4 separate regions of the Mus musculus genome follow, and all the other regions are linked to region 1. Evidence: chromatin contacts called from public HiChIP or PLAC-seq and promoter capture Hi-C data. All regions are on one chromosome and are shown on one strand. The core of a region is the stretch at or near the end of the contact, and the rest is flanking DNA. Distances in the headings are between cores, read along the strand shown.

The links. Promoter capture Hi-C pulls out the DNA fragments that hold promoters and counts their contacts. HiChIP or PLAC-seq counts read pairs in DNA pulled down with a chosen protein or histone mark.
Region 2: a contact with region 1 is called in a promoter capture Hi-C map of liver, with 4 times the contacts expected there. The contact joins the promoter of Nupl2 here to the promoter of 1700096K18Rik in region 1. A contact is called at or near these places in 3 of 39 promoter capture datasets (hematopoietic stem and progenitor cells, liver and pre-B cells) and 1 of 115 datasets of contacts at active chromatin or transcription factors (pancreatic cancer cells).
Region 3: a contact with region 1 is called in a promoter capture Hi-C map of liver, with 3 times the contacts expected there. The contact joins the promoter of 2700038G22Rik here to the promoter of 1700096K18Rik in region 1. A contact is called at or near these places in 3 of 39 promoter capture datasets (liver, neutrophils and pre-B cells) and 1 of 484 Hi-C or Micro-C datasets (CD8 T cells).
Region 4: a contact with region 1 is called in an H3K27ac HiChIP or PLAC-seq map of extraembryonic endoderm stem cells, with 7 times the contacts expected there. The contact joins the promoter of Fam126a here to the promoter of 1700096K18Rik in region 1. A contact is called at or near these places in 1 of 39 promoter capture datasets (pre-B cells) and 1 of 115 datasets of contacts at active chromatin or transcription factors (extraembryonic endoderm stem cells).

The regions. Positions count from the first base shown.
Region 1 is chr5:25,525,080-25,531,269 of GRCm38.p6, reverse strand. 1700096K18Rik (RIKEN cDNA 1700096K18 gene) reads right to left here and starts at 1,252. Exons shown (of 1, transcript NR_027388.1): 1 at 1-1,252.
Region 2 is chr5:24,159,133-24,166,409 of GRCm38.p6, reverse strand. Nupl2 (nucleoporin like 2) reads right to left here and starts at 1,447. Exons shown (of 7, transcript NM_153092.4): 1 at 1,207-1,447. The coding sequence starts at 1,333. It overlaps Klhl7 (kelch-like 7), which reads right to left. Exons shown (of 11, transcript NM_026448.3): 11 at 5,179-6,963. The coding sequence ends at 6,680.
Region 3 is chr5:23,845,058-23,851,905 of GRCm38.p6, reverse strand. It overlaps 2700038G22Rik (RIKEN cDNA 2700038G22 gene), which reads right to left and starts at 1,309. Exons shown (of 4, transcript NR_045042.1): 1 at 1,285-1,309. Gm42228 (a long non-coding RNA gene) reads left to right here. Exons shown (of 2, transcript XR_880875.3): 2 at 1,776-2,452.
Region 4 is chr5:24,025,641-24,031,976 of GRCm38.p6, reverse strand. It overlaps Fam126a (family with sequence similarity 126, member A), which reads left to right and starts at 1,287. Exons shown (of 11, transcript NM_053090.3): 1 at 1,287-1,498.

The DNA of each region.
Region 1 (6,190 bases), core at 3-2,502:
GTCCTCTAACCTTAATGCTCTCACAGAAAAATAAAATCATACACAAACATTTTTATATATTTAAAGGCAAAGAATTCTTAACCAAATTGACTAAAGATAGGAACAGTAATTCCCTCTGGAAAATTAGCTGGCTGTAAAAAATGAGTTATAATGAAAAGACAATAACCTCACTATAAAGGCCTGTCTTGAATTTTAATTTTTTACAAGATTGGACTTCCAGTTCCTAGTAATGTACATGGTAATAAACATGAAGAAGCATTATTCAAATGTAAATGCTAATTGTTTTTATGTTTAATTTAAGCACTATTTTTTTTTTGTTTGTTTTGGTTTTTTTGAGACAGGGTTTCTCTTTTAACCATGGCTGTCCTGGAACTCACTCTGTAGACCAGGATGGCCTCAAGCACTATTTTTTTAACCAGACTTAAAATTAATAGAAGCGAAAGAATCTTCAGAGTGGGAGGGGCTTCAAGAAAGAACGACAAAAAGGCTATACAGGCTATTTTAAATGTACAAAATTTATATCTGTGTATACTGCAAATAATGTGCCTTCCAAAAAGGCTAAAATGTAAAGGCAAAACAAATTATTTCACTGATGAACCACTCATTTGGTAATGTCTTTCTTTACATTTGGGTTTTTTTTTTTAAAAATCTAGAGATACTGAATAGAAGTATTCACAAAATATCCATTGGTTAGAGTACGGTGTTCGAACGAAAATGAAAGGTTTGTAACCGGTCGTTTCGCTGTAGTACTGTAAGAAAGCTTTTAAATAATTAGTGCAGAATTCCAGCGTAGTATTGCAACCCAGCGTCTGTGGCCATGTCACCTTTAAGTGTGTGCAGTTTGGAAGAGCAGAGTTAGTTGGGTATTGTTAAAACAGCGTCGTTGTGTCGTGCGGGGACGTTCTCATCTTCTGAATGAGCGAGAGGGAGAAGGGCCCCGCCGTGGTCCCCTAAGCAGTGAGGCTCTGGGCGAATAATCGCACGGGATGCTGCGTGACAGTGGCTGGACGCCCGCGCCATTGTGAGGTCGGCGGCGCGGATCCGAACCTGTATTACTTCTCGGTGAGGCGGACTTGCGGGCCCTTGGACCGAGGTCAGCTCCGAGTGGAGAACAGGTAACTCAGGGGCCGGATCCCTCCGCGACAAGTAGTGCGCTGTGCGCTTTCCCGAGCCCACGGCGGGCGCCGGAGATCGCGGACCTGGCTCCCGGAGGATCGGCGGGCACTGGCCCGAAGGCTAGGAGACCTTCGGCAGCCCGAAGGCTGGAGCGGGCCGGCGAACGGCAGGTGTCCGCCCCGCCCCCACCCCCGCGGGCAGGAAGAGGAAGCGGTGCGGCCCGGCCCCGGGGCCACCCGCAGGGCCTCGCGGGGCGGGGGCGCCGGAGCTACAAGAAGCGCGTGACCTAGTTCGTCCCGAAGTGGACTTGACAGGTTGTCATCGCGGCTCCCCGCCCCCACTGTCTTCCGGGTCTGGCTCCTCCCCCACCCTCGAGCTCCCACTGGCCTCGCCCAAGCTGTACTCCCTGCCATTGGCTTCAAACCAGGGGCCACGCCCCAACCCAGCTCGCCCTGCCATTGGCCACGCGTCCCAGGCCGCTCTCCCAGTCATTGGCTTCGTCCCAGAGGCCCCGCCCCCAGTCTTGCTGGTCCTCGGGTTGGCCTTGCAGCGCCCCTCTTTCGGCTCGTCCTCCTATTGGCCCCTCGCGCCAGGCGCCTTGCCTCCTATGGTCCGCGGTGGATTCCAGCTGGTCACTGTTGAGTTTGTTCCCGTGGGCATTCCGGTTTCTGTCGGCTTCCCTCCCTCTTTGCTGCGTTTCTTCCTGCTTTCTTTGGGTCTGGGAGCCCGGGCCTCGATACCTGGTCCCGGTCCCAAACTCAATGTAGCAGCGATCTACATTTGCCTCTGTACCCCGCCGCACCCCGCCCCTTTCAACTCCTTCTTCCCCAGCCCCCACGCACACCGCCTTCATTCCCTCACACCTCTCCTTAAATTCGGCTGAGTGGAACAGACTTCATTTCGAAATCAGGGAGAGGGGTTAAGTGATAAACGTCAATATCAATATTAGCTGGTTTTGGTTCCAGAAAGGAACTGGACGGCCCAGATCATTCAAACATTTTGTTGTTGATGGTGGTGGGGGTAGTGCTTTTCTTTGGGTGTGTCTTAGGTTTGGAGGTTTCTTCAAACAGGATCTCACCTCTCCCTTTGTATCTCTGACTGGTTTGGAACTCGCTAGTTCCTTGGTACGGGGTTTGACTGCAGAAGCCAGAGAGGGCGGCCGCTGGGTTCCTGGAGCCGCTGGTTGTGGGCCACCTAACTTGGGGGCTCCTCTGCAGAAGGTTTCATCTCTCCACCCTGGGATTGAATTTTTTTAATTAATTTTCATTTTATGTGCATTGGTGTTTTGCCTGCCTGTATGTCTGTGTAAGGATGTTAGATTCCAGTCGGAGTTACAGTCGCAAGCTACCTTGTGGGTGCTCGGAATTGAACTAAAGTCCTCTGGAAGAGCCAGAGCTGTGAACCTGAGTCATCTTTGCAGTCCCAGGACTTAGTTCCTAAAGTGACCAAATTTGTTACTCCAAAAATAATAGGCTGCCTTTCCTGAGTAGCAGTCAAATTTCCATTGTTTATGCAATATTGACATTTAAAATTTACATGTGTACTTTCTATAATTGAGCTAGCTTTTTTAAATCGTTTTAGAGAATAGAAATAAGCTGGGCAGTGGTGGCTCATGCCTTTAATCTCAGCTCATGAGAGGCAGAGGCAGGCGCATTTCTTAGTTTGAGGCCAGCCTGGTCTACAAGAGTGAGTTCCAGGACAGCCAGGGCTACACTGAGAAACCAAGGGGTGGGGGGGAGGGGGAGGGGAGAGAGAAGAAATAAACTGATAAAACTGCACAGTGCAATGTAGTCTCCAAGAGAAATTTAGTTGAAATTTGAAACTGGCCTAGCCTTTGCTGGTGAGCAGAGGAAGGGTTACAGATCCCAGGCCTGTCAGGGCTGTGCATTGAAACCCTGTCTTCTGGGGGTTGTCTTAATCCCCACTGTGGTAATTCTGGTACTCTCCGCATTTGGGATTTGGGGGCAGGAAGAATTCAAGGCCAGCCTCATGGGGAGTTCAAGGTCAGTATGAGCTATTTGAAACCAGCTCAAAAACAAAACAGCTGTTGAGTGTGGTGGTCTTGCCTGAGATCCCAGTGCTGGGGAGGCTGGAGTAAAATCAGGAGTTCAAGGCCAGCCTGGGCCACAGAAGACCCTGACCCACTTACTCTGCCACTCCCTCTCCACACCCATGACTTTTTCAAAATTACTAAAGTAGATGATCTTGTGTGCATGCAGGTCAGGCTCCGCAGATTGCCCTGTCAGGCTCATTAAGGCATTCCAGTTGACAGAAGTGGCCTTTTAGGTTGCATCCCGAGGTCTGCAGAGCTCCGGGATCCTGGCTGGGGGAGGCCCAGCTCTGTAGGTGCCTAGCTTGCGCAGTCCAGGCACACTGAGAACCTTCCCTCAGGGCTTCCCATTTCCAACTTTGCACTTGAGGCTTCGGGGCTTGTGTGTGGAGCTGCATCTCTTCTGACTTCTCAGGCCAGCCTTCAGTGTCAGCTGATCTGAAATGGGTCCTTTCCCTGCCCCCAACCAGGTACTTTCTGTCCTCTCCCAGTTACTTCCTTCAAAGCATGCTGCACCATCTGAAGCCTTCTTGTTTACTTAAAATGGCTGGTTCCCCTTCTCCCTCCAAGCTGGGCTCTTTCTATTTGCTAGGGCAGGTTTAGCAAATGCTTAGTGGATAAACAAATGCTTCCATGAGATGGGATCCAGTCAACAGGCAACCCAGTCTTCCTATTGGCTGGACCCCATGGTGTAGACACACCTGTGAACAAGAATTGGGAGAGGAGCTACTCTTGTAAACAGTTTATGATTCTTTCATTTTCTTACTTTATTTCCTGTTATTTCTTGATGAGCAGAGTAAGAACTAAGGCATGTGGACTCAAGGACAGCCTTTTGCCCACTTTGTTTCAGGTTGTGTACAGACTGCAGAGTCTGACTGGGCCCCGGGCTCGGGCCGGGCCCTGGCGGTGGCCCCAGGTGGGCAGATCCTTGGCAGGCAGCCCCCCTTTCCCCAGGGCAGCTCCAGGCTCTGCTGGATGCTGGTTCCAGTGGGGGAGGGGATCCCAGCTGCTGCCCTGGAGGTGGTTATAAGTGTCATCCCACAGGGCAGGAACACAGTAAAAAGAGGTTCTTCTCTCCTCCCCCACTCCAGCACTCTCTCAGTGGCTGGACCTGTCTGGTGTTTCTATGACACAGGCTTTGGCTAGGACAGTTTTAGAGCAGCTGCCCTGGAGTTTAAATGTAGCACCAACCTGCGTGCCCCAAACATACAGGATGAGCTTGGTGACTGCTGGTTAACGTTGGGTCTCTGTGATGCCAGTCTTGGTCTGTCTGTCAGTTTTAAGGGTAAAGACATGCCCTTGTATTTGTGCACAACTACCCAGTCCCAAACTGAGGTGTGGAGGCTTGTAGAAGCAGGCTGGTCAGTCATGAGGTCAAGGCTAGCCTCAGTAGCCATGTGAATTTGAGGCCAGCCTGGCCTACACGAGACCCTGTTTATAAAAACAAACATGTCAAACCAAACCATCTCAAAAAAGAATCCTGTGGGTATGGGGAGGTGGGGAGAGGGTTAGGGTGTGTGTGGGAGAAGGGGAACATGTGATCAGAATATATTGTATGAAAACAATCTAACTTTCAATAAAAGTGGAAATTCTAAATAAAATTTCTGTGGACATCCCTTTAGCTAACATTTTCCATCCAAGTCTGCTGTCATCTGGTTGCTCCCAGCTAGGGGCTGACCTAGGATCTCCTGTGAGCTCAGCAAGCACTGAGTCCAGCTCTGGCTCAAAGGTGCTCAGCTTCCTGCATTCTGAGCCAGAGTTCCCTGGCCCTGGGGAATGGGAAGTGTTGAGCAGATCACGCCCTGGGGCAGGGTAGAAACAGGGTGGGACCGGTATGTGCTGTGTGCAGGATAGTCACGTGGTCTCCCCAGGGCAGAGAGCCTACTGTGGGATCGGGATAGGTTTTGAGCCCTGCAATGTTCCTGTCCTGGAGGGCTACTAGGATAATGGAATGTATAACTAACGGTTTAGGAGAATTAGCCTGCCATCAACGGGATCATCTCAGGTTCTTAAAGGACACTCACTGCTAGCATTGCCATTCCAGATAAATCAGATTGAAGGATGGACACAGCTTAGACCTGGAAGGGTTTGCGGGGTCACATTGCACAGGTATTCCTCCTCCTGCAGGCTTGGGAACTGCCAGCCACCCCCAACCACATATAAGTCTCAGTTTCTTCCTCTATCAAGTGGGGCTAATAATACTGGACTTGACTATGTTCAGCGTTGGTGTGAGAATTGGAGGAGATTATGTTTCTGCCCAGACTTGGGAAAAGAACTCACTTGTGGTATCCTGAGGAGGGGAGGGTCAAGTGCATTCAGTGGGTAAGCTTGCCCTGATGCTAACAAAGTACCTGCATTGGCCTCTGCAGGCAACCACCATCTAGACCTGCGGCGAGGGTGGTGATGGATGCCTGCTGCTCAAGTGTAGCCCTGGGTGTCCCCAAGAGAGTGGGTTTGAAGGAAGGCTCTTAGGACCAGAGTTGGTTTAATAGCTACACACCAGGGCTGTCTCTCTCTGAGCCCCTGGTTTAAAAGGACATGTTAAGCTCAGGAAGAGGCAACCTGTTACAGGGTATTTTGTGATTTGTCTTCCTGTGGATGGCTTAGTCTCCTAAAAAGAGTTACCAAGAAAAAGGAAATTGTAACATTAGAGATGGTGGATGGAGCTGTGGTGGAGAAAGCTGAAGAAGCTGGAGGAGGCAGGAAACTTGGGTGTATCCCGTTTCAACCCCTCTGCCACTTGGATGGCCAAGGGACATCACATGCAGGAAAAAACACTCATACACATAAAATAATTCCTTTTTCTTTTTTTGGTTTTTCAAGTCAGCTTCTCTGTGCAGCCCTGACTCTCCTGGAACTTACTCTGTGGATCAGGCTGTCCTTAAACTCAAAGACCTGCCTGCCTCTACTTCCAGAGTACTGGGATTAAAGGAATGAGCCATCACACCCTACCCCATTAAAAAATATTTTTAATAAATTCTCCAACTCTGGGCTGGAGAGATGGCCCAGTGGTTAAGAGCACTG
Region 2 (7,277 bases), core at 198-2,697, 1.4 Mb after region 1:
TGCCTTTAGTACACAGCTTTAATCTCAGACATCGAAAGTAAAGTTAGTCTGTAGAAGGAAGCAGCTATGTTTGAAAGTGGTATCTAATTGAGTGCCAGACAAAGTGACAAATCAGAGAAAAATTTGACAGAATAGGATATGCCCAGCTCTCACAGGAGGAGGAACAGGAAGCTACGTAAGATGGAGCAGAGCAGAGGGAAAGAGAGAGGTATTTAAGGCCCAAATGTGGGCCTTAAAATTACAAAGCATTCTTTTTCTTTCTTTTCATTCTAAAGTTTTATTTGTATTTTTCCCCTAATTATCTATCTACTGAACATTTACTTGCAAATTACTACATTTAAAGTAGGTTTCCAGAGACCAAATGGCAAACATTCCTCTCAGCAGTCCCTGGGAGTATACCAGTATCTATCGGAACCTGACTCCTAATTTGGAGTCTTTCACTAGAAGCATTGTAGATGATACAATCTGTCTCCTCCACGAAAAGACTGGAAATATGAAACCAGCATGAACACAGGGGCTGGAGGAGCCTTAAAGAGAAGGGGAAAGAGAAGCACCCACTGACAACGTCACGAACTAGGTTCCACTGGGCAGTGGTAGCACATGACTTTAATTTCAGCACTCAGGAGGCAGAGGCAGGTGGATCTCTGTGAGTTCAAGGCCAGCCTGGTCTACAAAGAGTTTTTCAGGACAGCTAGGGCTGTTACACAGAGAAAGCCGATCTCTGAAAACCTAAAAACCAAAACAAACAAAAAACTAGGTTCCAAAATTAAGAGAACAAAACGTATTTATCTGACTTCTAAAACCTTGTTTTGTGCTGGTTTAATGTCTAACCCCTGAATACCCTTTCCACAAAACTTGTAAGGTTCTTGACCCAGTGTCGGAAGCTACTAACTAAAGCCCAGATTTTAAGAGCTTGTGATCACGGACAAGGAAGGGGAAAGAGTAGAGAAAGGGGTCTGAATGAACCCACGTGAATTCTCCCTACCACTGCCATTCACCAAAAAGGAGGTTTTGATGAAGATATCTCTAATTTAAAAACGCAGTGTTTGACAGGAGCACCCAAGTCCAAACGCCTGTCCACGTGTGACGATCAGAAACGACTTGTCAAACTACTGGGGGTGAGACGTCGCATGCCAGGGCAGGGGCCCGGGGTGGAGGTGTGCGTCCGCAGCAAGTGGCCCTGGCTCAAGGCTCCCAGACCGTCACCTGAGGGTGGCTGCTGCTGCGGTGGCGGCTGCCGAGCCCCGCCCGCACCCCGGGCGCCGGGATGCTCGTTCCAGCAGCGGTCTCCGAAGCGGCACCGGCCTTGAAGGAAAAACTGGCATATGGTCATGGTAGCGCCGTCCCAGCTCGACCCTGCTCGCGGTCGCCGGCGAGGGCCCAGGCTCCAGCAACCGAGGCCCGGCTAGTGTGACGTCATCGCCCCGCGCCCAGAGGCTCTGTGACCAGTGTGCCGTGAGCCGCGTGGGCTTTAGCCAATGGGATTTAAGAAGAGCAGAGCTGTCAGCGCTCGGGTATGCTGAAATGGGACGCGGTCGTTGGATCCCTGACCCGGACCCGGACCCGGACCTGAACCCGGACCCGAATCTAGAGAATACCAGATATAGCAGACAACCAGCAACCCTCTAGTTGGCTGTATACAGTCTGCGAGACTCATTCGTTCTTTACATTTACTTGGGGGGGGGGGAGGTAAAAATGGGCTTAACAACGAAAAAAAATCTGTTTATCAAGAGAGATTATTTACAGAAAGCCAGCTGTAACCAGGAAACAGGACTCAATGCAGGCGAAAAGCATCTATTAGTTTCTTAGTCGGTAATGTCTTAAAATTTCACGTAAATGTTGCCTTTTGAAATTTCATCAGGAAAAATGACAAAGAGTAAAACCGACACAGAAGCAGCCCGATTTTCCTCAGGAGCAGTTTCAGATAAAGGTTTTCTGAAAGTATCCAATTTACTGTTTTTTGTTTGTTTTGTTTGTTTTGTTGAGATACGGTCTTACTAGCTGGCCTCGAACCCACAGAAATCCACCTACCTTAGTGCTAAGATCAAAACCGTACACCCACTACGTTTCATTTATTATCTTTACAGTTCTCATGCAGGACCCTGTATCAGTATAAAACAAGTACATTATATAACAATGAAATGAAATTGCTCTTGGAAATTAAAATTGGAGAATGGGGATAAACTAAGAGTTGAAGGCAGCTTAGAGACTCCTCAGACTCAAAGTATACCTTGAGTCTCATTTTATATTTTGGTTATGCTAGAGGATGGAGAGATCAAAAGCAAAACTCTAACTAGTAATCCTAACACTTGTGATGGTAAATACTGTCAACTTGATTACTTTTAGAATCACCATAGACACAAATCTCTGGACTTGGAGGGTCAGACTTAGATCCCCATAGATACACACCTTTGAGCATGTCTGTGAAGATGCTTTCACAAAGGTTGAACTGGAAAGATGTACCCTTAATGAGGACTGCATTCTCAAAGGAGTGGGCACACACTGAATAAAAAGGCAAATTCAAGTTGAACATCCATTGCTGTTGCTAGACTGCAAATACAATGTGCCCAGCTGTCTCATGCTCCTGTTGAAATCCCGTCCAAGCTGTGCTAGACTGTACCTTAATCTGTGAGCCAGAATCAACACATGCTTCTGAGGTTGCTTTTACCAGGGTTTGTCATAGTAATAGGAAACACAATCTAGATAGCTCTATATGTAGGTGTAATCTAGCATGGTCTCAGTCATCCTCCTGCCTCAGCTTACCAAAGTGAGAACTGCCACTATTTTGAATCTTCACACCCGCCCACAACAAATTGAGTTATGTTTAAAAGGAGTAAAACTGGTAATATCAGAGTGAAACCTTAAAAATCTTTGGAGGAAAAATTAAGGGGTTCAAAAGGATCAATCAGGATTTAATGCTGCAACCCACAAAATGCTCTTTCATAATACCAGTTTACTGAAGTTTAATGAGAACTGGTTTGGTGCCATATTGGATGGAGTAAATTGGATTTTACCTAATGCAAACAGTCAAAAAAGAATATAGATTTAGTTGAATAACTTTATTAAATGGCACATTTTGATATTGGTGTATTAAAATGCCTCATGACTCAAACATTTTCATGACACTATAATGACAAGTTTTAAAAACTAGACCACAGAGCCACAGTTACTGTTATAATATGGAACAAGTTTTGTCTACTAAACATTCATACTCAAATTGTGATTCTCAAAAGTAAAACCCATGTATCATCAAAATAAAGCACTTCAAAGGACAGAACACTGACAAACCCAGTATCTACTGAAATGAAAGCAGAGTACATTATAGGAAAGGAACTTTTTGAAAAAGTAATGAAATGTACTTTATATACAAAGAAATTTGAATACAAAGCAATTTGTATATGAAGTAATATACTTTGAATAGTTTACTTTTACCCATTATCCTTTAGAATTGTGAATGATAGTTCTGGTTTGGGGGAAGACGTGTTCTTATTAGGAACATGATACAGGTTATTAGGAGTAAAGGAACTTTATAGAAAGCTTTATAAAATGTTATGTGTTCTAGTTAATCAGCAGCCTAAAAAGAACAGCTAATATAGTCAAAATATTTTAACAGTGCTGCCTATTCTACAGGGGTAACTGCTCTATCAGTGTGATTACAGTGTAATAAATGAGTATTTTGTCATCAGAAAATTTAGCTATGTTAACAATTTTTCTCATGTTTTCCTGCATGTATGCATGTGCTTCATTGTGTGCCTGGTACTTGAGGTAGCTAGAAAGAGGGCACTGAATCCCCCTAAACTAGAGTTGTAGATGATCGTGAGCCTCCGAGTGGATGCAAAGGACCACACCCAGGTCCTTCTGCAAGATACAGTGCCACCTCTCCAGCTTCAAATAGCCACATTTTTTTTTTTCGTTTTTTCGAGACAGGGTTTCTCTGTGTAGCCCTAAGCTGTCCTGGAACTCACTCTGTAGACCAGGCTGGCCTCGAACTCAGAAATCCGCCTGCCTCTGCCTCCCAAGTGCTGGGATTAAAGGCGTGTGCCACCACTGCCCAGCTCAAATAGCCACATTTTAAAATAGTGCAAATTTCAACATCTTACATAAAAATATTTACAACAGTCAGAGACTGAGAAGCCAGATTGAATCAGTTTGAGCCAGAACAGCTAAGTTGAACCAGCCAGAGTATAGAAAGAGCTAGAAAGGGTGAGCTTGTTCAGCAGTAAGTCTCAAAAGATGAAAACATTCTAGGCCTAGATAAGATTGTATGGAGGCTGGAAGCTTCCAGGACCTCACCTAGGTTAGCAGACAGAGGCAGTGAGCCTGAGATGACAATTACATCAAGTGAATAAAAGATCATTTTACAGTCTAGAGGTGGAGGTTGTCTAAGGCTGGAGTTTGTAAGAGTGTACTGGGTTAAATAGTGTTCCTCACAAAATTCCTATCTATCCAGAACTCCAGAATGCATTTCTACTTGAAAACAGGATCTTTGCAGATGTAAGTGGTTTAAGACAAAGTACTAGAATCCTTCTGATGTGGTGGTGCATACTTTTAGTCACAGCATTTAGAAAGCAGAGGGTGGGTATCTTAACTCCAGGCCAGCGGGGGATGGCTCCAAGGTTAAGGGCACTAGCTGTTCTTCTAAGTACCTGGGTTCAGTTTCTAGAACCCACGTGGTGGTTCACAACCAGATTCGGGAGATCTGACCCCATTTTCTGACTTCTGTGGGCACCAGGCATACAGATGGTATATATTCATTCATATGTAAGTTAAAAAAAAGAATGGTTCAAATAAATGCTATTTACAAAAGAACTAAGTGAAAATAGTTACACAAGAGAAAGAAATGACCATGAGAAGATGAAGGTGTAAGACTGCAGTGCAGCTCTAGGTATAAACTAAGAAGTAAATGTCAAGGACTACTGGCAACCAGCAGCAGGGGTGGGAATGGGGTGTGTGGCGGTTTTGCCCAATCCTCCAAAAGCCAGATTTGAGACATCTGGCCTCCTAAACAGTGAAAATATATTGGTTGGTTTAATCCATTAAGCAAGCAGTAGTTTGTAGCAGTGTAGCAAGCTAGCACATGGGAATAGGAGTGACTACAGTAAGTACAGGGCTTCTTTCGGAGGAGTTATGAAAACACTTGAAAAATACAATGATGACTGTACACAGTGCATATAAACATACTTTTTAAAAAAGATTTATTTATTATATGTAAGTACACTGTAGTTGTCTTCAGACACTCCAGAAGAGGGCGTCAGGTCTTGTTACGGATGGTTATGAGCCACCATGTGGTTGCTGGGAATTGAACTCAGGACCTTTGGAAGAGCAGTCAGTGCTCATAACTACTGAGCCATCTCACCAGCCCCGCATATAGACATACTAAAAGCCACTACATTAGTACAGTTTAAATGGGTGAACTGTATGCTTATGAATTACATCTCAATAAAGCTGTCTATACATAAGAACTTGACAGATAAATCCTGTCACTTTTCAACTTCACTTTTAATTTAAACATTTTAGAGTCTGTTCTAACTTCCATTCAGAGAAAAATTTTAAATGGAAACTTTCACAAATTTAAGAAATATTAATGAACACACGTAGAATGAATAAACAAAGCAAATCTATTTAAGTTAAAAATATTTAATATCAGATAAAAACATTGATTGACAGTTTAACATGGCACATTTCATACATAGTCAAAGGGCAAAACATTACTGAGAAAAATTAATAGGCCGTTTGGTAATTTGTTGTCCACATAAAAGCAATGAATAATGATATACTTAATGCCAATTATTACAAAACTTTTAGAGAAAACTCAGTTACCTCTAACATGTTCTGCTAGGAGAAAAGAAAACTGTATTTTTTAAAATCCATATGCTACTGGGCTACAATTATCAGTGCTTTTCTAGTAATCTAGAAATTTCTTCCAACAGCTTTTCTTCTGTTGGTCAATCGTTCCTACTGATTGGCTCTCGCATAGAGAATGAGGACATAGAGTGCTTTTTACACTGCTGAGTAAAACCATATGAATTAATGATGGGTGCTAAGCTTAATATTTTATACAAAAATGTATAATATTTCATTTAATTGGACTGAATATATTATTTCATGAGTAACTGGGTACAGTTAAGTCCCAAAAATCTGAGAAGTTTTGTGAGAAAGTGTGTATGTTTAAGCCATTTTTGCTTACTTTAAAATGGAATAATTTGGCACTAAATGAAATAATGAAGACAAGCAAAATACATAACACTATTACAGTTACTCTATCAGAGTTTACCATCTCCGACTATAATTCATACGATTACTTAGTTCTTGACCAAACAGAAACAAAAAGCCCTAACTACACAGCACTTACACAATTAGGAAAATAGAATCTAGAGCTAAGCTGGGGCTCTTTCTCTGATGAGCATGCCCCACTCTGCCACAATCAGTTATATATTTGCAATTCACGTTTTCAAGAAGTGCTTGTAACTTTTCACGTTTTCTGGCTGATAGGTTCTTGGATGGCCAAATAAAATATGATCTTTGAATTAAGTAAGGAGATCCAGATAATATAAACTGTTATCTTATTGGAATCTTACTTTATCAAAATACCAGATCAGAACTTCATAACCGAACTCTTGGAATAAACCACTGGTGGCCATATCTCTAAGTTTCAGATGAGTGGAAGTCCATTCACCATTCATGTTTCAAGGGTCTCTTCATTTGCTCCACAAGTATCAACAACACAAATTAGACAACTTGTGACTGGGAAAGCCCGGACTTTTGAGTTGGCGATCCACTTATCTGTTTCAGTATTATACTCAAGGATATGCCCCAATCTGCCTACACCCTGAAAACCTGCCAGGACATAGATGACAGAGCCAACTGCTGCACACTTCACCGTGACACCCCTCCATGGCATCGGTGACACCATCTTCCATTCATTTAACTTGATATCGTAATATTCCACATTGTCCAGACCACCTTCAAAAGAACAACATATGAGAACTTTATTTTATTAGTGATTGCTGGATCTCTTCATAGTTTCTAAAAGTTTTATATTTTAGTTTCAAAATAAAATTGTTAACCACATAGAAAGGATATAAGAGCTTTATGATCATTACCCACACGCCCACTACCTAAATATTTATTCTTGAGAAATTTTCAGAAATATTTTTTCTACAAAGTAAAAAAAACAAACAACAACAACAACAACAAAATAAACCCTACACATTTCCTACAAATGTTCCATCCTGGAAAAGAAAATTAAAAAGTATCAGTGATTTGCTTTGATTATA
Region 3 (6,848 bases), core at 60-2,559, 1.7 Mb after region 1:
AAGCAAAAACTCTTAATGTTTAGAAGCAAATAGTACTGCAGGTAATAGCAGTACTCTTCCTTTAAGAAAGTGAAACATTTTCTCTGATTTCAAAACCAGAAGCAGCGTCAGATGTGTCTCCTGAGCCTGAATGAGGAAGGGAAAAATAACTCCTTACCTTAGAAGGTGGCTCATGCTGCCCTTCACTCTCGAAGGGGCTCAACAGAACCCTAACCTCTAACGGAAAGAAAACTACAACACAGGGAACTTGTTTACAAGAGCCCACAAGCCTATTTTTCCTCTAAAATGTCCTTTACCAGGCACAGTGGCTTATGTCCATAAATGCCAATACTTAGGGTCCTAGAGCACAAATATTCTCTGGGCCAGTATGACAATCTGTCTCAATAATCTAATAATCTTTTAAAAAGATTTATTTCTTCTATATGAGTGCACTGTTGCTATCTCCAGACAACACCAGAGGAGGGCATCAGATCTCATTACAGATGGTTGTGAGCCACCATGTGGTTGCTGAGAATTTAACTCGGGAACTCTAGAAGAGCTGTCAGTACTCTTAACCACTGAGTCATCTCTCCAACCATGATATTTACTTTTAATTGGTGTCTCAATCAGTCACCTCTTAAACAGGGAGGACTCCTGGGTGCTCGCTAAACACCTATACCCGGTCTTAGGAATTCCAAATCACGATTCCTAAATCATTGCTTATAAGTCACCTTGCTTAAGTGCTAATCCAGTGGCTCAGATTTCTCCCAGGACCCAAAACCCAGACAGGCTGGGTCTGTGTCAGCAGTAGGGTAATCCAGGTCCTGTAGGCAGAGGTCCCTGCTGGACTCGGTTGCAGGTATCCGCCTGAATATACCCTCAAACCTTAAAACAAATGAGCACAAAACAAAAAGCCCAGCCTTTGTGCCAAGCAGCAATTAAAGGACACGTGCGGCGGCGAGGACGCGCCTGCGTGGGCGAAATCACCCCTGCCCTTGCTGACACTGGGATTATCCTGCCTCCTGCTACTTTCCGAGCTCTGATCTCATTCGCTTCCTAAATAGTCGATGTCCCCGTCATCGGAGTCCTGGGCGGGCGGGAAGCCCCGAGTGTGCCCAGGACCCGGGCTGTCCGGACGCCGCGCCTCCATCCGAGAGGGGACAAATCCGGGCAGCGCAAGGCTGATCGCCTGTCCCACACAGAAGGGACGCGTATGGGCAGGGACCCGCGCCACGGGCGAGCGCCGTGAAAATCGCCAAGACCACGTGGCGTGGTCCTGGGACTCGCAATGGGGAGAGTACTTACCAGGAGCGCGCCGCGGCGGAAGAGCTGGGCGCCAGGGCGGGACCGAGTTTAAAACCGACCGGACATTGAGCACCGGGGCTCAGCCAACCAGAGTGGCCCAGCGCCCCTCCTGCCCGCCCCTTCCCCCGTTCCCGCCTGACTCCAGCGCCGGCCCTCACGCGCCCCCTGGCGGCACCAGAGCCACTGGCCCCGCCCGCTTCCCCAAAAAGACTTAAACTATGTCTGTCTGTGATATTTGCATGTGCTCAAAATGCCAGACATAGGTGTCAGCTTCCCTGGAGCTGGACTCACAGACAGCTGTGAGCCTCCTAAATTGAATGCTGGGAACTAAATTCAGGTCCTCTACAAGAACAGAACACTGTTTAAGCGGCAAACCATCTCTCTAGCCATGTAAAAACAAAACGTAAACCAACCAAACAGACCAAAACATCCGCCATTAAATTCCTGCTACATCCTGCCACAAGTAAGCCACCTTTTATTTCTCCTTATAGCAACAGCCCTCAAAAGAGTTGCCTACTCTTTGTGTGCTCTTGGTATGTTAAGCGTCACAGGCCACTGAGGAACTGAAAAGTAAGACACCACCATGGTACCACTTACACACTTATCAAAACGCCTGCACCCCAGACCCCACTCATCCATTGCTTGTGGGAACGCAAGAGGAGAATTCAGAAGACAGTGGTGTAAGAAGGAACCAACTGAAGCCATTTGGAACAGGCCTTAACTCAAAGTTTAAGTTCCCAAGACCTCCCTGGGTAACTGACTTCCTGCTTGGTGAGTAGAAGCATGGATGCTAGGTGAGTGCACTTCAACATGAACGCTGCAGTTGAGTCCTGTAGGAACAGAGTAAGTGCACCACAAAGACGTGCTCTTAAGGAAGTCCCCTACCCCTAAGTCCTGATTGGTGGGATAACTTAGCACAGACGTTTATGGATTTCAAGCTTAAAAGCCCCGTACCATTCTGGCTTGGGGTTGCAGTTCAGTTCCTGAGTCTCTTCTATGGCCCTGATTGATCAGCAGCAGCCCGAGTGCAATACATCTTTGTCATCTGCTTAAATACTTACTAAGATGTTCGAAGACGCAGTCAGACGGAGTCTGTGCTGCTGTTCCTAACTGGTTGATTTTTGCTGCCTAATTCAAATAAAGATCTTGCTTTGGGGGGACTCTTGAACCTGCTCGGGTTGTTTTGGATTTTTAGACCCCAACACAAGAACATATCTATAGGCACCTTAAACTGTTTCTCTATTTGTTTCTCAGTATGTGTACGTGAGTGTCTTTGTGTTTGTGCTCGTGTTGCCCATGCACGTGGAGGTCACAGGTTGGTGTTTCTTTCCCTCAATTATTCTCCACATTATTTTTTGAGACAAGTTCTATCACTGGGCGTCACTGACTCAGCTAGACTCTTCACTAGTCCTCCCCGCCCTGCAGAGGTCTCTGCAGCCTGCATGGGCATCAGAGAGAGGAGCCTTGGGAGGTGAGGATACAAGGCAGGTCAGCTCCACAGGGCTCAGTGGTCAGCGCTGACAAAACTTTGGCAGTCAGACCTCAGTTATTTATTTTAGGTATACTTAAGCACAGCACAGTGTGGCCAAAACTATCCTTGTGATGGTTTGTTGCATTCGTCCTCGACCAGCCCGAACGACAAGACCACCAGTTCTTCTAACAGCAGTTTATTCGGCAACCTTCAGTCTTCATCTCTCTCCCTCTTCATCTCTCTCCCCCAACCCCGGGCCTCTCACTCTTATATACTCTCAGCCCGCATCCACTCACGGCAGGCCACGTCACCTCACCAGGCACAAGGCTTCAGCCAATCAGGGCGGCAGGGGCGCGTCTCCACCAAATATAGATTTGTTTACACCACCAGCTCTGCATCCGGCAGGCACCATCTTTAAGGTGCCGCTCAGGCAGCCTAAGGGGGAGGCTACAGCCTCCTACAATGGTTACCTCAATCCCACATGCACAGGAAGCATACCTAGGTCAGTCTCTCTGTCTCCCTTCTCCCTCCCCTCCTCTCCCTCCTTCTGAAAGACCCACAACGTGAGGACTCCCCCACGTTCTGACTCAGGAGAGGCAACACCCCAAAATCACTCACAAGAAACGGTCTTGCTGCAAACTGCAAGAGGATTTTTATTCAAGAGCGCTCTCAGGCCCACGGTCATACACCATGCAGGGGTAGAGGACCGTGGGGCGCCGAGTAGCTGGATAAGGGGGTATTTAAAGGAAGAAACCACAACTCAAGGAGGTGGGGAGGGCGTTGTTGGAAAATACCAAAAATACCAGTTAAGAGTCACAAGGAAGTGCAAAGTCACAAGAGTCACGAGGAATACCTGGTAATTGTGAGGGTTATTTCTCAAGACAGTTTCTAAGAGCCCCTAACAATAGCACATTCTTTGAATGAACACTCTTTGAACCCAGGAAGCGGGTGGGTGGAGGAATGTTGCTATCTGTTTTATGACCAGCACACCTTGAAGCACTGAGCCACAAAGGCCACACTCCAAACCTGGGCCCAAAGGCCTAGAATTTTGTTTTTACGTTTTACTCTTTCACTTCCTCCACCCCCTACCCCTCTCTGGCTTTTCAAGACAAAGTTTCTCTGTGTTTCCCTGGCTGTTCTGGTACTCAAACTCAGAGCTCTTCCTGCCTCTGCCTCCTGAGTGCTGGGAGTAAAGGCGTGGGCCACTGCAGGGCCATACCTCAATCTCTTTGTGGAACATAGACAGATCAAATGTGACTACAGCAAATCTCTTTGTAAAGTACATGTGACACCTTCCATAACAGGAGGTTTTGTTGCTTGCCTGAGGGAAAACAAGAATGGGTCTGGAGGAGCGTCCAGCACCAGAAAGTCTTCAGCCACCCAGATTGTACAGAGGTCACCAAGCTAGAAAGTATGTCTGCTCAAGGCTTCTGGGAGGAAAACAGGTTTGATTTTACATTCCTTCTCTTGAAGAACCAAGCCTGTGTGGTTACCATCCCAGGCTCTCCTAGTGCATGCCTATGAGTACCAAGACCACCACGCCCCCTATACCTCCCAGCACTGGTGTGAGAGACAAGTGCCTCTGTAAAAAACTGTCCCTCCCCCTTTCAATGTGGGTGCTAGGTTTCCAATCCAGTCCTCAAGCTTGCCGGGAAAATGCTTTACTGATTAGACCGAGACTGCAGCCCCTCATTTTAGTTTTAAATGAAAACCAACATGAACTAAGAGGCAGCTTTCTTGACACTCCTTCCACAGAGACTGACTTGTCACAAGGTTTCTCTTCCTACTTCTAATGTACATAGAAGATGGAGAGGTGGGATGGAGAAGGGAATCACATCTGCCATTGATTCAATGTGAAGATATATTGTTGCAACTATCAACTTTCTGATCCCTGAGAATAATCGGGAAGTAGCAGGGCTGAGGACAGAGAGGAAAGAAGGGCAGAGAAGTGCGCAGTGAGGTGGATCAGTGGGTCAGTATTTGAAAAGTTCAATCCCAGACCCCATGGAAGGGTGGAAGGAGGAGAAAGACATCTCAAAGTTTTCCTCTGAGCTGCATTCGTACACTATGGCATGTGCTTGTATACACACACACAAACACATGCACATGCACACACATGCACACACACCTCACACCTCATAGACAGATATACACACACCACAGACCTACACAGACACACACCACACAGACATACATATACCACACACCTCACAGACAGACAGACACACCACAGATGCACATAGACACACCACACACACACACAAACCACAGACCCACACATATCCACACACCACGGACACACACATCACAGACACATACATGTCACATACCTCTCAGACAGACAATCAGACACACACACACACACACACACACACACACACACCACACAAAGAGACACATACAGAGAAACAAATACACCACACATAGACACCACTCACTACAAGGACACAAATAACACCTCATAGACAGACACACCACACACCTCACAGGATGACAGACACACACATACACCACACAGACACATACACACACATCATACCTCCCAAACAGGCAGACACACACACACCACACACCTCACAGACAGACACACAGACACACACACACCACAGACACACAAATACGTATACCACATACCTCAGAGATAGACAGACAGAAATACATACACACACACACACACACCACAGACACACACAAGTACATACACACACATCATTCCTCACAGACAGACAGACACACACACACACCACACACACATCATACACATACATACACACACACACCACCGACACACACACACAGACAGAGACACACCACACAGTCATGCAGACACAGACACATATACATATACAGCACACAGCATGCACACACACAACACACACAGAGACACACACACACACCACACATATACACCACACAGATGCACACAAACACACACATACACACCACACAATAATAATAATAATAATAATAAACAGTTTTACAAAGAAGTGACTGAAAGATGGCTAAGGTGAGTAAGAGCTGAGTGCCCCTGATTCTCTGGCCTTTGTGTTCCTATTAGGATCTTTGCTGAATATGTTAGTTTGTTTTGTTATTGTTGGTGGTGGTGTTGTTTTGGTTTTTTGAGACAGGGTTTCTCTGTGTAGCCCTGGCTGTCCTGGAACTCACTCTGTAGACCAGGCTGGCCTTGAATTCAGAAATCTGCCTGCCTCTGTCTCCCAAGTGCTGGGATTAAAGGTGTGTGCCACCACGCCCAGCTCTATTGTGTATTTCTTTCTTTTCTTTCTTCTCCTTCTCTTCTTCTTCTTCTTCTTCTTCTTCTTCTTCTTCTTCTTCTTCTTCTTCTTCTTCTTCTCCTCCTCCTCCTCCTCCTCCTCCTCCTCCTCCTCCTCCTTCTCCTCCTCCTCCTTCTCCTCCTCTTCCTTCTTCTTCCTCTTCTTCCTTCTTCTTCCTCTTCTTCTTTTCTTCTTTCTTCTTCTCTCTTTCTTTCTTTCTTTCTTTCTTTCTCTTTTCTTTCTTTCTTTCTTTCTTTCTCTTTCTTTCTTTTCTTTCTTTCTTTCTTTCTTTCTTTCTTTCTTTCTTTCTTTCTTTCTTTCTTTCTTTCTTCTTTCTTCTTTTTCTTCCAGAGCAGAGGACCGAACCCAGGGACTTGCACTTGCTAGGCAAGCACTCTACCACTGAGCTAAATCCCCAACCCCTCTATTGTGTATTTCTAAACAGAGTATTTTGAGAAACAAGATGCATAAAAATTTCTGTTCTCATTTGGCTCATTTACATCACTGCATTTTAGGATCAGAGCACTGCTTTCCTAGTAACCATGGTGAACTAATTAGATGCTTTGCTATGGGATCAGCCAATTCACAAGTTTCTTATTTCAAGTCAATTGCAGAATTCGACTAAAATCTTGGCACTTCTGATCCTAGAGTCGCATTTTCTACACCTATGTTCTTTATTGTTGGTTTTTTTTTTTCATTGCATTGTATTAATAAAAATGTATTCTTTGAGGATGAATGCAGTGGGGCAGGAGAGAAAGACAGAATTAAGGAGACATGGGAAGTGAAAGGTGTCCCGTCTGGCTGAAGAATCCCACCAGCCG
Region 4 (6,336 bases), core at 38-2,537, 1.5 Mb after region 1:
TCTTTCTTTCTTTCTTTCTTTCTTTCTTTCTTTCTTTCTTTCTTTCTTTCTTTCTTTCTTTCTTTCCTTCCTTCCTTCCTTCCTTCCTTCCTTCCTTCCTTCCTTCCTCTCTCTCTCTCTCTCTCTCTCTCTCTCTCTTTCTTTCTAATTCAACCAGATTTGAGTTGAGAGGGTTGTAATAGGGGGAGCTCGGAGCATATGCTGTATTGGCTATATATATATATATATATATATATATAAAACGTTATCTGTAGGATAAGTAGGTGTGGAAGACGAAAAATGGCTTATGGAAAAAAGTAGAGAAATATACTTAATTTTTTTCTAAAGAAAAATATTTATTTATTTAATGTGTATATATGTATGGCTGAGTGTGTATGTATGTATGTGTACCATATGTGTGCAGATACCTTCGAGGCCAGAAGTGTCAGATCTGCTGTACTAGAGTCCTGATGTGGGTGCTGGGAACTGAACCCCATTCATCTGGAAGATCAGCAAGTGCTCTTAAGCTCTGAGCCAACTCTCCATCCTCCCTTTTACTATTAAAATTCTTTTAATTTATGTGTGTGTGTGTGTGTTAGGTGCATGTGTACCTGGATGAGGGCAGAGGCCAGAAGAGGGCTACTGATCCCCTGAGACTGAAGTTATAGAGGTTGTGAGCTTCCACATGGGTGCAAAAGCAGTAATATTTTTTTTAACTCTTCAGTTGTCTTTTAGACACCATATTTGAAATTTTCAAGGCTAAAGTCAAAAGCAATGAACATAAGAAAAGGTAGTATTTTAATTGCTATTTCCGAAATCACACAGACACAGACAGACAGACAGACAGACAGACAGACAGACAGACACACACACACACACACAGACACACACACACACACACACACACACACACACACACACACCCCACACACACCCCCCAGAATCCGGTCAAATTTTGATATACTTTTGGGAAATGATTCGAGTAATTGAATATCAGCTTGCTGTCCTTTTCTGATTACGTTTTAAAGCATCTGGTAAGACTTAAGGTCTAAAGGGCTCAGAGAGATCCTGAGACCTTCATGGAACTTCTTAGTTGTCACCACTAACCACACAGTCAATCGTCTCCCCTGGGCGTTCCCGGACCACGCCCATCGCGCAGACCACGCCCACTCAAATCGCCCCCCCCCCATCAATAGTTTCAGATTCTCATTGGTGGAGAAGTTGTTCTGGGCCCACCCTGGGGGTCAGTGATAGGCTGATCCAGTGTGGGACGGTGGTGGTTGGCTGCTTGGGGACGGGTCTCTGGTGGTGCCTGTCAGAGAGGCTGGCGGCAGTGGCGGCTGTCCGGGCTGGGTTGTCAGTCAGAGAGAGGAGGGAAGATGGCTCGCCCGGACTCGTGCTGCTAGAAGGAGAGGGGCAGGTGGCGCGGCTGCCGGCGGAGCGCAGTCGCCCGGTCGCCGTGGTCGCCGTGGTCGCCGTGGTCGTGGGGGGAGGCCGCGGTAGGTCCGGAGCTGCTCTGGTGAGTCTGCCGCGAGCCGTACGCCGGCCCCTGAGGCGCCGGGAGACCGAGAACTTTCTTTGGTCTGGGAGGAGCGGGGCTGAAGCTGTTGCCGGCGGCGGGTAGGACTTCGTCCTGGGGCGGCGGCCCGTTGCGGGTAACGGCTCCCGCGCGAGGCGCGGCCCGAGAACCCTAAGTTGGCCGCGGCCGGCTGCCCGCTGTGAACGAGGCTCCGTTCCCGGTTGGGCGATGAGCTGGGGGTGCCCCAGGGTCGGCCTAGCACAGAGCCCACCGTAGCCTATGGCCACTGCCCACCCGTCCGCGCCGCCCAAAGCCTGGCCTCGCCGCCCACGCTGGCTCCGCAGACCCGGTGCTCTTCAGAGCGGTGCTCGCTCGGGTCTTGAATCCCGTGGGGCTGGGGGTTCGGAGTGCCAGACCGGTCTGTCTGTCCACCACCAGGAGAGCTCCTCTTCTGCCTGCGCCGCGCTGGACCCTGGAGTTCTGCCTCTTCTGCGGCTGCTGTGACCGCCCTCGAGGATCGACAGGGTTTTCTGTCCACTGAACGGTTTTTTGTTTTTGTTTTTTTGTAAGCTTCTTTCTTTTTTCTTTCTTTTCTTCCTTTCGTTCTTTTTTCCTTCCTTGCCCCCCCCCTCCCCGCACGAAAACACCCCAGGTTTGCAAGCTTCAGCAAAACTGGGTCTCTGCCCTGCAGCGTGCATGTGTTTGCTTTGTACCTTTAGAGTTTAGAGGTTCCTGAAGAATTTGGCCCTAGTGGTTTTGCACTGCACTGAATCGCTTCTGGGATAAAACGCTATTGCACGCGGGCAGCGGCTCCACTGCTCAGGTAGGGGGAGTGCTGCTGCGATACAGAGACTGCTACTGGTTGCATGCAGGGTAACACTGGCTTTCTGTACACTGGGTGTCCTTTGGGTAACAAGGTAGGTTTTGCAGGAGATGTGCCAGCCCTGTGGTTCATGCCACGCGTTGCAGTTTGAGGTTTTCAGTTGTTACAACTTTTATCTACATAAAGCCACAAAGATTAGGGTAACCTTGAAACAATGCGATAGTTCTGGGAGGTGTGTTTTCCTAGGACTGCTCTGTTGCCAATGGCACCAGCCTCCTCCCCCCAACCCCCACCCCCGATCGTTTGTGACCACTTTTCCCCTTTAGGTGAATACATTTTAAGGTTTATAAGATGACTCTTTGTATCACGTTTTTGAAGTACACTGAAGGACAAGAAAGGGGAAAGGTTTCTTTGTCAGGAGTGGTATCAAAATCAAGTATTCAGATAATTTCACTTTAGTAGTAAGGGGGAAGCCCAGCATGTATTTAGAAACCAGACTCTACAATTGACTCATTTTACAGTCATTTGATTTATTAACATTATTTCCAGAAACAAATTAGAAATCCCGTTAATAATCAGTAGCTACAGTCTCTGGGTATGCATGCCAGGTGGAGACTGGGTTGGGTCAATGCAGACAGAGTTCTGTCTTTCCTTTCATCAGGCTTGGTGGCAAGAGCTTTTACCACCAGAGCCATACTGAAGGACCCTGCTTTCCTTTTTCTACTTTTTTGTTTGTTTTTATTCTTCTATTTTATAAAATCCCCTTTGGTTACATTTTTAAAGAATGGTGTAATTTTGACAATAAGTTTAAGTATATCTTCTAGTTCACTTTTATTCAGCATCCTGTTGCCTATTTGTAATCAAGCCTAAGAAATCTTCATAGGTGACTTTTAAGAGTGTAGCTCCAAAACCAGTCATAAGATTACTTATGGCAATAAAGTAGAGATGTGTGAGTGAGACTTTTCAAGAAAATGGAAGGAAAGAAAGGAGAAAATGCTGGCTATGGAATAGCATTTCTCTGTCTTGGCCACATATAGTATTTTGCAGAACTTAAAATTTTTACTCTCAGAAGGAACCTTCCCCACCCTGTTTCCAGCAAGGGCAGGATAGGACCTAGACAACAGCATTTAATTAAACAAGAACTCTCTGAAGTATAATACATACATATTTCAATTGTGACACTTAATATTTAATATGTTAATATTTATAAAATCATTGCCACAATTAAAATAACAAACCCACATATCACCTCCTAAGATTGTTTGTATCCTTTGTTTCCTTCTGATTCTTAGGGAACACTTTCTGTTGGTATTGGATACTTTCCTGTAAAGTTTATGTTTTTAAACATATTGTTGATTTCCTAGATATTTTTAATGTGTGAACATGGTTGAAAAACCACTTGAGGGGCAGGAGAACTGGCTCTGTAATTAAGAGCACTTGTTCTTGCAGAGGACTCTGGTTTGGTTCCTAGTACCCACATGGTTGCTATTCACAACCATTCTTAGCTCCAGTTCCAGATTAGATGCCTTCTTCTGACCTTCAGAGGCACCAGGCACTCGTGTTTTTCACACACATTTGCAGAAAAAAACACTCAGACATGTAAAGTAAGTCTTTTATAAGAAGCCCCCCACAGTAGAGCATAGGTCGAAAGAATTTCATGTTTGTGCATGCATGAATAAAGAGCAGCGTCAAGGCAAAACCTCTGCCGGTGGGTATGAGGTGATTAATCCTAGTTAGTCCTTGGGGAGCCGGAGACAACGGTGATCAGTAAGAAATACATTTCTGAAGGCAACATCTCTAATAAGAAACAAGATAATGACGACTGTATTTCTTTGTTTTAATTGTCAGTTATCAGTAGTACCAAGATTGGTTTCCTAAAGTGCCCTTTAAAGGTCCACAAAAAAGTGAAGAGAGCATCCTAGTATTGTGAGAACAGAGGTTCTTCAGAAGAAGACCTGTGGTATCACTGTGGAAGGCTTTGTCAGGGGTTTTTTGGGGGGCGGGGTTGTGTTGGACGGGAATTAGCAGTTTGTTGCTTCTTTTTGAAATGCAAGTGCTGCTAAGGCTTCTTTTTAGTCCTCCAGAGTTAGGCTGCCTATCTGAATGGAGGAAGGACATTTAGCAATTGATTATGACCCGGGTGCTTAGCCCCAGTTAATGCATTTCAACATATCCTCCACACCTATGGCTCAGAGGACATCATGGAAGAGGGGATGGGAAGATTGCTAGGAGTCAGAGGACAGAGCTGGAATGTCTGCTATACAAGTGTCTTCCATATATGATGGAAATCACGTGTGCACCAGGAAATCGCAACAATATGGTTTCCTAAACCAGACCAAAACATAACTGTACCAAGTGACATGTCAAGTGTGGATGGGGGAATTCTCATGAGGTTTCTTCCATGAAGGAAGAGCTACAGGCATTAGTCGGTGTTTGTGAGAGGAGGAATCTGTTTTCTCCAAGAATGAACCCTGTGGTAGGCTAGACAATCCCAAGACGACAATCCGTGGTGCACAAGAAACCTTTAGGGCTACATAGTCAGACGTTCAAAAACTTTACTTAAGATCTGTTTTTAAAATGCTCTTTTGTCTTTTTTTTTGAGGTGTGATATTAAATCTGATCACATGCCCTCAGAATGTTGAGATGAGCATGTGTCGCTGTTTTAACCTGTTGATGGGTGGTTGTAGACGTCTCCAGTAGACTCTGGTGCTGTTCTGGAGATAAAGTTTCTTGATAGTCGCCTGTTTCTGACATGTATGAGGATGATCTCATAGTGCACCATTCTCCCGGCCCATAAGCTTTGTAGTGCATTGTTTTCTGAATACAGAGAGAGTCTGAGCAAAGGACATGAGGAGCTTTTCCTTCTGCCCTTGGCAGGTTGAAAATAGTTGAGCTGTATAAATGTGTTTGTGGAGATCTCAAATTGGGCTTAAGTCTTTTCTAAGTACTTTAAATTTAATTGTAAACTCTATGAAATAGGGATTATCATTCCTATTTTACAGTTAAAATAGGACTCAGATGTTAAGTCTCAGCTAAAGTTAAGTGTAGGGAGTTGAAAGACAATTTTTGTCTAAAATCACAGCTTCTGTTGTCTGTGCATTGCATATGTCCCCCCAACCCCCCATAGGCTCGATGTCAGCACCAGTAGGCTTCTTTAGTCATTCTCTATGTTACTTTTTGAGTCAGGGTCTCTTGCTGAATCTGCTGCTAGTCCATTAGGGTAGGCTAGCAAAGCCCTCGAGATTCTCCTGTCTCCACCTCCAGCACTGAGATCGCAGGCATGCCAGTCTTTACTTGAGTATGCTGGAGACGAGCTCAGATCCTCATCCTAGTTCATATAGTAAGCACGTGACCCACTGAGCCATCCATCTGCCCAGTCCTTGCACTTTACATCAGTTCCCTAGCATGTTTCTGACTAGATACCTTTTGCTTTTCTTATTATTGAAAAATAAACATGATCACGTACGTGAAACCTTATTGTTTCTCTTCTTTGTATAATTATATTTTTGTACCCCCATCATAATTATTCCTCGTCTCTTCTGTGTCGATATTGTCTCTTCTGCTCCTCTTAATGAGTATTGCCTAATACAGTGATAGTAGTAGATGACTCTGAAGTGGGTGAGGTGAGATGGGAAAACTAAGATTGATTTGTATACAACATATACAATATGTTTAACAGTTTAAACCATGTGCCCAGACAAAAGTAAAGCTTAAGACCCAGACTTGTTGGGTCCCAAAATTAATTTGTACTCCCAAGTCCTGTTTGTATGTTGTTAAGAAGGTTACTGTTAAAGTATTGTACATCAGAGATCTATGAGTTTGGAAAACATAGTGCTTTTTCACTATGGTCCAAATGTCTGTTCTCTTCGAGCTTTGTGTCAATGTAGCATTCAGTAGTAAATGTTAAATTTGTTTGGCGTTTTCTTGAACAATGAATCTTTTGATTACTTGATGAACATTATTAGTTTCTCATTCTCATGCTAAGAATTTATCCAGTAATTTGTATTTGACTTAA